Linked DNA regions of Sus scrofa: all the other regions are linked to region 1. Evidence: chromatin contacts called from public HiChIP or PLAC-seq data. All regions are on one chromosome and are shown on one strand. The core of a region is the stretch at or near the end of the contact, and the rest is flanking DNA. Distances in the headings are between cores, read along the strand shown. Region 1 holds the start of ATP13A3 (probable cation-transporting ATPase 13A3). Region 2 has its middle 50 kb from the start of TMEM44. Region 3 overlaps TMEM44 (transmembrane protein 44).

Region 1 (2,932 bases), core at 123-2,622:
AAATACAACACATATTCCAGTGAAACAAAATTAACACATGTGACTTGGTAAAGAGGATGAATTCAAACCAAGGGCAGAGAGCACTTTTAACTAAGTAACTGCCCTTCAAAAGACAATCTCCAATCAGAATACCTTCAATTTAGCAACAAAGCCTTCAGAACAGTGTTCATTCTGCAATGATCTTTAACCTTCCAGCATTTGTTAGATTTCTTAAAAATTCTAACTTCCTGACTCATAGAGCTAAAATAGTCATTACATACACAAATGTTCTACTCATTTAGTTTGGGATCATGTGTAGGAAACACAGGTTTCTGTTTCTAGGTTTACCACTCCATACCCATTCGTTTTGTACTAATATAACCGCTAAATATAGCTCTAAAACACTGATGATTAAAAGTAGTTAATTATGTGAGTGATTCATACCTCCTATGTCCAGACACCAAGATCCAAGGATGTTTCTGTCAGATCTATGGGAAGAGGTAATGATAAACACCTGTCACAAAATCTTTCCAAATGGAGAAGCTCTGAATTACTGTCAACCCCCAATTAGATTCCCTCAGCACCACTCCCCCCACCCCAAAGAGATCACACATCCACCAGAACCGCACTGTGCACATGGTGTGGGGAGAAGGAAAGGGTATAAAGAGAGTGGCCATGAAGTAATGGAAGACAGGGCCTTGGGTTTTTCTAGTTCTATCACAGAGTCAAAGTGAGAGGCCTTAGATAAGTCATAAGTCACTTTTCCTCTCTGGGCCTCACTTAGCTTAATGCGGTAATTGGCAAGGAGCTCTACTACTCCGTGGCTAAGGACGAATTCAAGATTCCTCAGTCAGCACTCGTACAAACCCATCCAAGCTCCCTTCTAATACCTTACCTTCGACCTCACCATCTCCTGAACTTTCTAAAAGGGCTGGACGACCGTCCCACTCCCAAATCCCAACACACACTCGCCTTCTTCCCAAGTGGCGTGACCCAACCAGGCCTTCACACCCACAACGTGGAGCCCTCCTTCTCGCCTCACCTGTCCCAGACAGACATTCCGCAGTCTTAGCGCTCCCCTCCGCACACACGCCTTCCAGGAGAAGTGATGCCCAATTCCGGCCCGAGGAGGCCGACCGAGAGCTCACCTGGTACCCGCCACCCCCGACAATACCATTCACCTCCTCCAACCTCCCCCATCACCTCCACCCACCGGCTACACGCTCCGTTCACCCTGCCTTCCAGCGCCCCGGGGAAGCCGGGACCACTCACCGGGCGCCGCGGCGCTGTCTCCTCGGCGGCCTCCCGGCCGGAGCAGCCAAAGGGCCGCGGGGGCCGGGGCCAGGGCCCGCCGCTGTCGCCGCCGCCGCCTCGCCTCAGCCCAGCCCCATCGCCCTCGGCCAGCGCCGGCGGCCGCGGGTCGCTCGAGCTCGAGGCGCCGCCGCCGCCGCGCGCTGCGGCTCGGGGTTAGGGGAGGGAGGCGCCGCGGCGGGGCCCGGGCCGAGCCGGGGCGCAGGGGCGTCCGCGCTCTCTTCCTCGGCGCGCGCGCGGCTGCGGCGTGCAGCCGGAGCAGGGCGAGAACAAGGGCGGGCGGCAAGGGAAGGCAGGCAGGGGAGGGGGGCGGTCTGCACTCCCAAACGGCCTCTCGCCGCCAGCGACGTAGCGAACCCCCCTCCCCTCCGCTGTGGCGCCTGGATCGCTCTGCCGGGAGAGCCCGCAGGCGGGCGGGGGAGCGCTCACGGGGAGCTCGGGACTCCCGCGCCGGATGTGAGGTCACGTGATTGCCTCATCCAACGCCGAGGGCGGAGGGGCGCAAAGGGGACGTCAGGAGGGGCGGGACCGGTGGGTGGGCGGGCCGAGATTCGGGCCACGCCCACCACCTCCCCTTTAGCTCCCTCACCCCCAGGCGGGAGGAGAAAAGAAAGGGGGAGGGAGGGCACTACAGGGGGGCTCGAGGTTGGGGTGCGGGGTGTTACTAAGCGAGAACGGCATTTTTTTTGGCGGTAGGAGGTGGAATTTACCAACCTGGCCGTGCAAATACCAGCTCACAGTCCAAGTCCGCATTTTATGAAGAGGGAAACTAAGTCCCTGCGAGGGGCCTAACCTAACTTGCCCAGAGTCAAGGTCACGGAGGAACCTTGTACGAAAATGCTAGAGAGGAAGCCAGATTGTGGCTCCCAATCCAGGTCCCTTTCATTCCTTAGTAGTCCCCTCCCCAATCCAAAAAAAAAAAAAAAAAAAAAAAAAACAAGCAAAAAGCTGTAATTCTCTTTTAACCACCGGCTCCGCGCGCCAGGCCTCGGGCGGAGGACTAGTAAGTGTACCCAAGAGAAAGTTCCCACGCTTCCATTCCACCGCTTCTAGCGGTAAGGAGTTCCTTCCGACAGCGCTGGATGTAAATTAAATACTTCCCTCCGCAGAAGATTTATCTCTGAGCAGGGCCCCGGCCGGATGTACAAATCGCGAGTCTGGTTTTCGCGGAGACCCTTCGATGACGCGCCCGCCATCTTTTGGCGCTGAGACTCCCTTGCCCGTGACCTTGGAGCAGGGCCATTTTTTTGTCGTTCACCTTACGGCTAACAGAATTCCTAGCTGCTCAAGCGTAAGAAAGGAGGAGACCACGACCTCTGGTGCACTGCACTTGGGCACGCTTCGCCAGGGGCAGGGAGCATTCAGGCTCTGGTTCATAGCATTTAAAGACACTTCTTGGGGTGAATGGGGGGAGCTACCACCTTTGGTACGCGACACTTGGTGACACCTCATTTGGAGCAGCACACATCCCAAGTCAAGTCACCAATGTCACCTTATAGAGAGCCTGGAACACGCTGCTCCTGGCCCCCGAGGTTGTTTGGAGCTGGACGGTTTCCGAGCACTTCCTCGCACCCTTTGGCTTGGACCACGCACTGGACTGAGATGGATCTACAGCTCTCTCTTCCCCACCCCTGGGCTCAGT
Region 2 (3,102 bases), core at 515-3,014, 88 kb after region 1:
AGGCTTGCTCCGCCTGACATCATGGGACCTCAGGGAGATGAGGGTTGGCGGCAGCGGCACGTGAGAACGTGTGTTATCGGTGGGGAACACTTTTCCCCTGTGCTCCCGTGGTCATGCGTCTGATATGCCTGTGGGTGGGGGTGAGCAGAGGGGAAGGGCGTGTCCAGTCACAGCCGACAGAAAAGAGCCATGAGGTCATCGGAGCCCAGTGCTTTCCTTGCTGACCTGGGGCAGCAATTGTCTTCCCGGCTTGCATTCCCAGGGGTTCACCTCCGCTCCCATGGAAGGTTCTGATCCTGGGGGTCCTGCCTGGGCCATGCATTTTCTTCCATTTGAAAATATGTCCCATAGGCAGAGAGGGGATGTGTTGGTTGGCAAGAGATTTGAGCTTTCGCTTTGAGAACCACACTGAGGACAACTCCCTCCCGTCTGAGCCTCCCTGAGAGGACACCTTGCCTCTCATCACCCCCTCCTTAGGCACCACTATGTGGCCAGCCTCTCCCCCGCCCCCCCCCGCCCACACACCGACTTTGCCCGCATCCTCCCGGAAACATCTCACTAGGATTTGGGGTTCCATGCCGCTTCTCCACCCGCCCCCCACCCCCAGACCTCCTGAATTCTCGAGACTTGAGAATCTGCGTGCCAGGCAGACACTCTGGTGACTCTGCTGCACCCTGAGTTTGGGGATCATTGAACTAACTGATCTCTAGGGACAGATTTAGCTCCTATATTCTAGGACCAAAATGTTCTGAGGCATGAGGGTTTCCAGGGAATAAGCCCATGGCCTCCCACTGGTACAGATGAGTTGTAATAACCAGTAGGTCTCTGTCTTCTTACTTTAGCGATCCTCTATCCTGGCTACATATTAGAATTGCGTGTGTGTTTTGGGTTTTCTTTTTAAATTACACATAATATGGTTTCCACGCAGGGATTAGATGTATGGGTTTTATCCTCTCTTCTCTAACAAGAAAAGAGTGCTTCAGAATCCCTGCCAGTGGTTCCACCAGAAGGGTACGTGCTGGCACCTGCTAATCTCTCAGGGAGCTTCTCTAACGAGGGCCAATCACTTGGTGCCACAGAGAACAGACAGCCCTCTGAGCAAAGTGGGGCATGGGGACCCCACCACTTACCGTGGTAACTTTATTTGTTTGTGTGTTTATTTATTTTTGCTTTTTAGGGCCACACCCATGGCATGCGGAGGTTCCCAGGCTCGGAGTTGAATCAGAGCTACAGCTGCCAGCCTACACCACAGCCACAGCAACACAGGATCCAAGCCAAGTCTGCAGCCTACACCACAGCTCACGGCATCGCCAGATCCTTAACCCACTGATGGAGACCAGGGATCGAACCCGAAACCTCATGGTTACTAGTCAGATTTGTTTCCCCTGAGCCACAACAGGGGAACTTCCTTTAAAAGCGTAGCCTCCCTGGGGAAAGGGATGCACTTGGGTGCTTTAGACTCTGAGATATTCCAAGACACCATGGACCCTAGGGTACATCTTTTGGGGAAGGAAGCAAGAGAGGAGATTCTGGCTCCTCTAGCTGGTGGGGCTGGAACTGGATCTGATTCAGCATTTCAGGGCCGGCCAGTGGCTTTGGATGAGGCTGTGTAGATGAAAACTGCTATTTTAGGAGATCATGTCTCCTCTGGCCACTGTTAGCAAAGGAGGAGGTGGTGGTCCCTTCTCAAAGGGCCACAGCTGGTCCTGAAAGGCTGTGGGCCCCAGCTGAGGAGGGGGTAGGACCAGTGTCCAACAGTGACACCACCAGGCAGCAAGAGGTCACAGCAGAAGTCATAATACTTGTTAATATTTCCGTGGTGTGGTTTGCCCAGCATGGACCTATGTGCCTAGCATTCATTCATTCATTTAGCAACAATTGTGTGAGGCAAGTCCCTGCTGTTGCTCAGCAAGTTAAGGACGCGATGTAGTGTCCATGAGGATGCAGGTGTGATCCCTGGCCTTGCCTCACTCAGTGGGTTGAGGATCCGGTGTTGCATCATAGATGTGGCTCAGACCTGATGTTGCTGGGACTGTGGTGTAGGCCAGCAGCTGCAGCTCTGATTCGACCCCTAGTCTGGGAACTTCCATATGCTGCAGGTGCAGCCATGAAAAAAAAATAATAATAACTTCTTTGAAGCAGTAATTATTACTCCTTTTGTATAGAAAAGGAAATTGAGGCAGGGTGGTTAGACAGAGAGTAGCTGGCAGGCTGTGAACCAGGCAGTCTGTCTCCAGAGCCCACACCCCTGCCAGGCGCCTGGCTGCCTCCATAACAATAGCCATTGTTTGGAGTTCCCGTCGTGGCCCAGTGGTTATCAAACCCAACTAGTATCCATGAGGACGGGGGTTTGATCCCTGGCCTCGCTCAGTGGGTTAAGGATCCAGCATTGCCGTGAGCTGTGGTGTAGGTTGCAGATTCGGCTCGGATCCTGCATTGATGTAGGCCGGCAGCTGTAGCTCCTATTAGACCCCTAGCCTGGGAACCTCCATATGCTGCGGGTGCGGCCCTAAAATGACAAAAAAAAAAAAAGCCATTGTTTACTGAGGACTGACTGCGTGCTATTACCTTCTCTGTGTTCTTTTAGTCCTCACTGCTGTCTTAGGAGGCTGGGAAAGGTTTTTATTCCCATTTCATAGATGGGGTAAGTGAGGTACAGAGAAGATAAGTGATGGGCTGCTCACTGTCCATTCTCTCCCCTCTGGGAATGGAGGCCAGACTAATCCCACCTAATCCCACCTCAGCACCTTCACTCTGGGGAACTCCTAAGCCTTAGGGTTCGCAGAAAATTGAAGCGAGGTGGGAATCTAGACTGGGGGATACCAGACTTCCTGCAATACAACATGTACAGTCTTTTCTGAGGAACTGGAAAAACAAAAGTGGGACAATATTTCTACTTCCAATTTTGTGAAAGCAGATCAGACCAATTTCAGTGACCCCACCCCCCATTTACTGAAAGGGAGTCCACAAAGGGTGGGGCCAGGAAACGTGAACTGCAAACAACCCCCAAAACAAACCACAGCTGATCCTGGTGTACAGTCGAGGTTGAGAATTACTGCCTTTGGAGTTCCCTGGTGGTGCAGTGGGTTAAGGATCTGGTGT
Region 3 (3,098 bases), core at 475-2,974, 120 kb after region 1:
TACTATGGGAATGACGGCCCTGGAGTCCAGCAAGGTGACTTCTGCCCAAGCTAGAGGGTGGGGCTCCAGGCTTCCTGCTGGGAGCTGTTTGGAGTCCTCTCGCGCCCTCTGGTGGATACAGAAGGAAGAGGCCAAGTGGAAGTACTTTGCTGGAGGGCCTCAGTGGAAAAGAACCAAGCAGGCATCCACACAAGATTCAGGTACTGGAAAGATTCGAATGAATGTAATTTTTGCACTATTACTTTTCAGAAGTTCCATGATTTAAAAATTTCTAGGAGTTCCCGTCGTGGCCCAGTGGAAACAAATCCGACTAGGAACCACGAGGTTGCAGGTTCGATCCCTAGCCTTGCTCCGTGGGTTAAGGATCCAGCGTGGCCGTGAGCTGTGGTGTAGGTCGCAGACACAGCTCAGATCTGGCGTTGCTGTGGCTCTGGCGTAGGCCGGCAGCTACAGCTTTGATTAGACCCCTAGCTTGGGAAACTCCATGTGCCGCAGGTACGCCCCTAAAAAAAGGACAGAAGACAAAAGACAAAAACAAAAAAAAAGAAAAGAAAAAAAAAAAATTTCTAGGGCCAAGCTTTGCCCAGCTGTTGCCAGGGCTCCCTGGGCCTTCTCCAGGGCTTCCCATCACCCACCCTCCTGTCGGAAGAAGAGCTTTAATGGCCGAAGTGGGTGCTTCATTGTGAAAGCGCTGTTCTGAATCTCCCTGAACTTCGATTATATCACACACAGGTTATTTGCACCCATTTCCAAGAAACAACAAGGAGTAAAACCTAACTCTCTGCCAAACTCTGAGCGCCAGCATGTCCCAAGGGCAACTCAGCAGGGCCATTACCACTGAACTCTGTTCCAAACACACCTGTTTAAAGAGCCCGAGACCGGACACACCAGATCTAGGCAAACAAGACAGACGAGACAAAGTTTATATCCCAGCAGGAAACAAAACAAAAGATCATGATAAAGTGCTTTGCAAGATATTTTAAAAGTTAATAAAGTGATACTGCAGAGGGGTGGAGGCAACTTTTGAATGGGTGGGGGAGAAGGCCTTTGGAGAAGGTAATATTTTAACTGAAATCCTAAAAACAAGAAAAAAGCAGCCATGTTTAAAAAAAAAATCAGGAGGAAGAGAGTGGGCAGAGGAATGGAGAGAAATTCTGTGCAGCCAGAGAGGAGCAAAGAGGGGGAGAATAGGAGGTGGTCAGCGAGGGGGCAAGCCTGGGGCTGGGAAGGTCCTGGAAGTCTGTGTTAGGAGATTCGATTTTATTTTGCGTGAGCTGGGAAGCCAGAGCAGTGTTTTAAGCCAAAGAGGAACAAGATGTAATTTACATGTAAGAGACCCTTCCGGTTGCAAATGGGAGGGGGTGGGACAAGAATACCAGTGAGAGGACAACCAGTTAGGAGGCTCCTGGATCTACTTTAAAAGTATTTACAAGGCTCACAAATGGATGAAATGGGCACGGGCATGACGTGAGGGGAAGAGGGGCTCCGGGTTTGAGCCACTGCACGGGCAATGGTGTCGCTCACTGACAAGGGGAAGATGGTGACAGGAGCCGGAATCCAGAAACCCGTATCGGGCACGGAATGTATGAGATGCCATGTGGTGACGATGAGGAGGCAGCTAAGACTGGAGCTGTGGGAGAGGAAAAGGATGGAGACACAGGCGGGGAAAACGAGCCAGAGCGGGCAGGTAGGGCTGTGGAACGGGAAGAGTGTACACGGAGAGGGAGCCCTCTTGGGGCGAAGCTGCGGTACTGCAACCTTGAAGTGCGCTCGCCAGGAGGAGCTGCAGAAGTGACAGGGAAAAAGACCAGTGAGCCAGCAGGAGTGACAGGGAAAAGACCTGTGCAGGGGAAAAACCAGGACAGCCCAAATCAGAAGAAGCTAGTGGTCAACTGAGTTAAACCTCAACAAGGACAGAAATGACCCCAGGATTTAGCAATAGGGAGGTCACTGTAGCCTCGACAGGAACAGACTTAGTGGGGTGTGGAACATGGAATGGACATCTTGTCACCTCTTTCCCTCTCCTCTCCAAGGCTCTTCCTCCTGGGGACCCACATGCAGGCCAGAGGCATCTAGAGCCCGAGGTCTCTCCAACCCCACAGTCTCACTGCCCCCACTGCTCTACCTGCAGCTCTGCTTCTCCATCTGCTTCAGCCACACTACCTCTCTCCTGGACTTAAAACTGTCCCTCACTGACTCCCTTGCTTCTAGTCTCCTCTCCCTAGTCTGCTCCTCACCCCAACACTGCCTGAGCGATGGCTCTAAAATGCACCTCTGGGAGTCCCCATTGTTGCTCAGTGGAAATGAACCCAACTAACATCCATGAGGATGCTGGTTTGATCCCTGGCCTCACTCAGTGGCTTAAGATCCAGCATTGCTGTGAGCTGTGCTGTAGGGTCAAAGATGTGGATCAGAGGATCTGGCATTGCTGTGGCTGTGGTGTAGGCCGGCAGCTGTAGTTCCAATTCGACCTCTAGCCTGGGAACCTTCATATGCCATACCTGCGGCCCTAAAAAATAAAATAAAATAAATATAAAATAAAATACACACCTGACCTTGAGTCTCTAGTCCTGAAGCCTCCTGGACTCTCACCAGCCTCAGGATGATGGTCAGCTTCTGCACTGTGACTATCTCACCCTTGCCTCCTCTTCACCTTTTTATCCCCAGAACTCCCCTCCATCTGACACCCTCTGTCCCCCATCAAGGCTTTCAAGAAGTCCTTCCGGAGTTCCTGTTGTGACTCAGTGGTTAATGAACCTGACCGGTATCCATGAGGATGCAGGTTCAATCCCGGGCCTCGATCAGTGGGCTAAGGATCCCGCATTGCTGTGAGCTGTGGTGTAGGTTGCAGACGCAGCTTGGATCCCATGTTGCTGTGGCTGTGGTGTAGGCCAGCAGCTCCAGCTCCAGTTCGACCCCTAGCCTGGGAACCTCCATATGCCGCAGGTGCAGCTCTAAAAAGACAAAAAACCAAAAAACAAAAAAAACCTTCCTTTTTTTAATGCTTCCTTGACTTATCCTAATCCTCTGGCAGTTAAGTGTCACCTCCTCCAGGAAGCCTTCCATGACTACCTCCCACCCTTCTGAACACCCAGATT

Evidence for each region. HiChIP or PLAC-seq counts read pairs in DNA pulled down with a chosen protein or histone mark.
Region 2: an H3K27ac HiChIP or PLAC-seq map of alveolar macrophages shows a contact between it and region 1. The contact joins the enhancer-like site here to the promoter of ATP13A3 in region 1. A contact is called at or near these places in 2 of 5 promoter capture datasets (fetal liver and liver), 13 of 47 Hi-C or Micro-C datasets (alveolar macrophages, embryonic fibroblasts, epiblast stem cells and 9 more) and 2 of 2 datasets of contacts at active chromatin or transcription factors (alveolar macrophages and skeletal muscle).
Region 3: a contact with region 1 is called in an H3K27ac HiChIP or PLAC-seq map of alveolar macrophages, with 5 times the contacts expected there. The contact joins the enhancer-like site here to the promoter of ATP13A3 in region 1. A contact is called at or near these places in 3 of 5 promoter capture datasets (fetal liver, fetal skeletal muscle and liver), 34 of 47 Hi-C or Micro-C datasets (adipose tissue, alveolar macrophages, blood and 17 more) and 2 of 2 datasets of contacts at active chromatin or transcription factors (alveolar macrophages and skeletal muscle).

What each region holds. Positions count from the first base shown.
Region 1 is chr13:131,474,733-131,477,664 of Sscrofa11.1, forward strand. ATP13A3 (probable cation-transporting ATPase 13A3) reads right to left here and starts at 1,373. Exons shown (of 34, transcript XM_021070069.1): 1 at 1,252-1,373; 2 at 424-467.
Region 2 is chr13:131,562,442-131,565,543 of Sscrofa11.1, forward strand. No RefSeq gene overlaps it. Among named protein-coding and RNA genes, the nearest start is that of TMEM44, 50 kb to the right of the region's middle. Within about 2 kb of position 1,765, at least 12 of the 83 cell types and tissues checked have an H3K27ac peak or open chromatin away from gene starts, as enhancers often do. A contact at or near this core is called in alveolar macrophages, fetal liver and retroperitoneal adipose tissue, where this site is marked.
Region 3 is chr13:131,593,692-131,596,789 of Sscrofa11.1, forward strand. The region is part of intron 7 of TMEM44 (transmembrane protein 44); the gene reads right to left. Among named protein-coding and RNA genes, the nearest start is that of TMEM44, 19 kb to the right of the region's middle. Within about 2 kb of position 1,725, at least 20 of the 83 cell types and tissues checked have an H3K27ac peak or open chromatin away from gene starts, as enhancers often do. A contact at or near this core is called in adipose tissue, alveolar macrophages, fetal liver and 1 more, where this site is marked.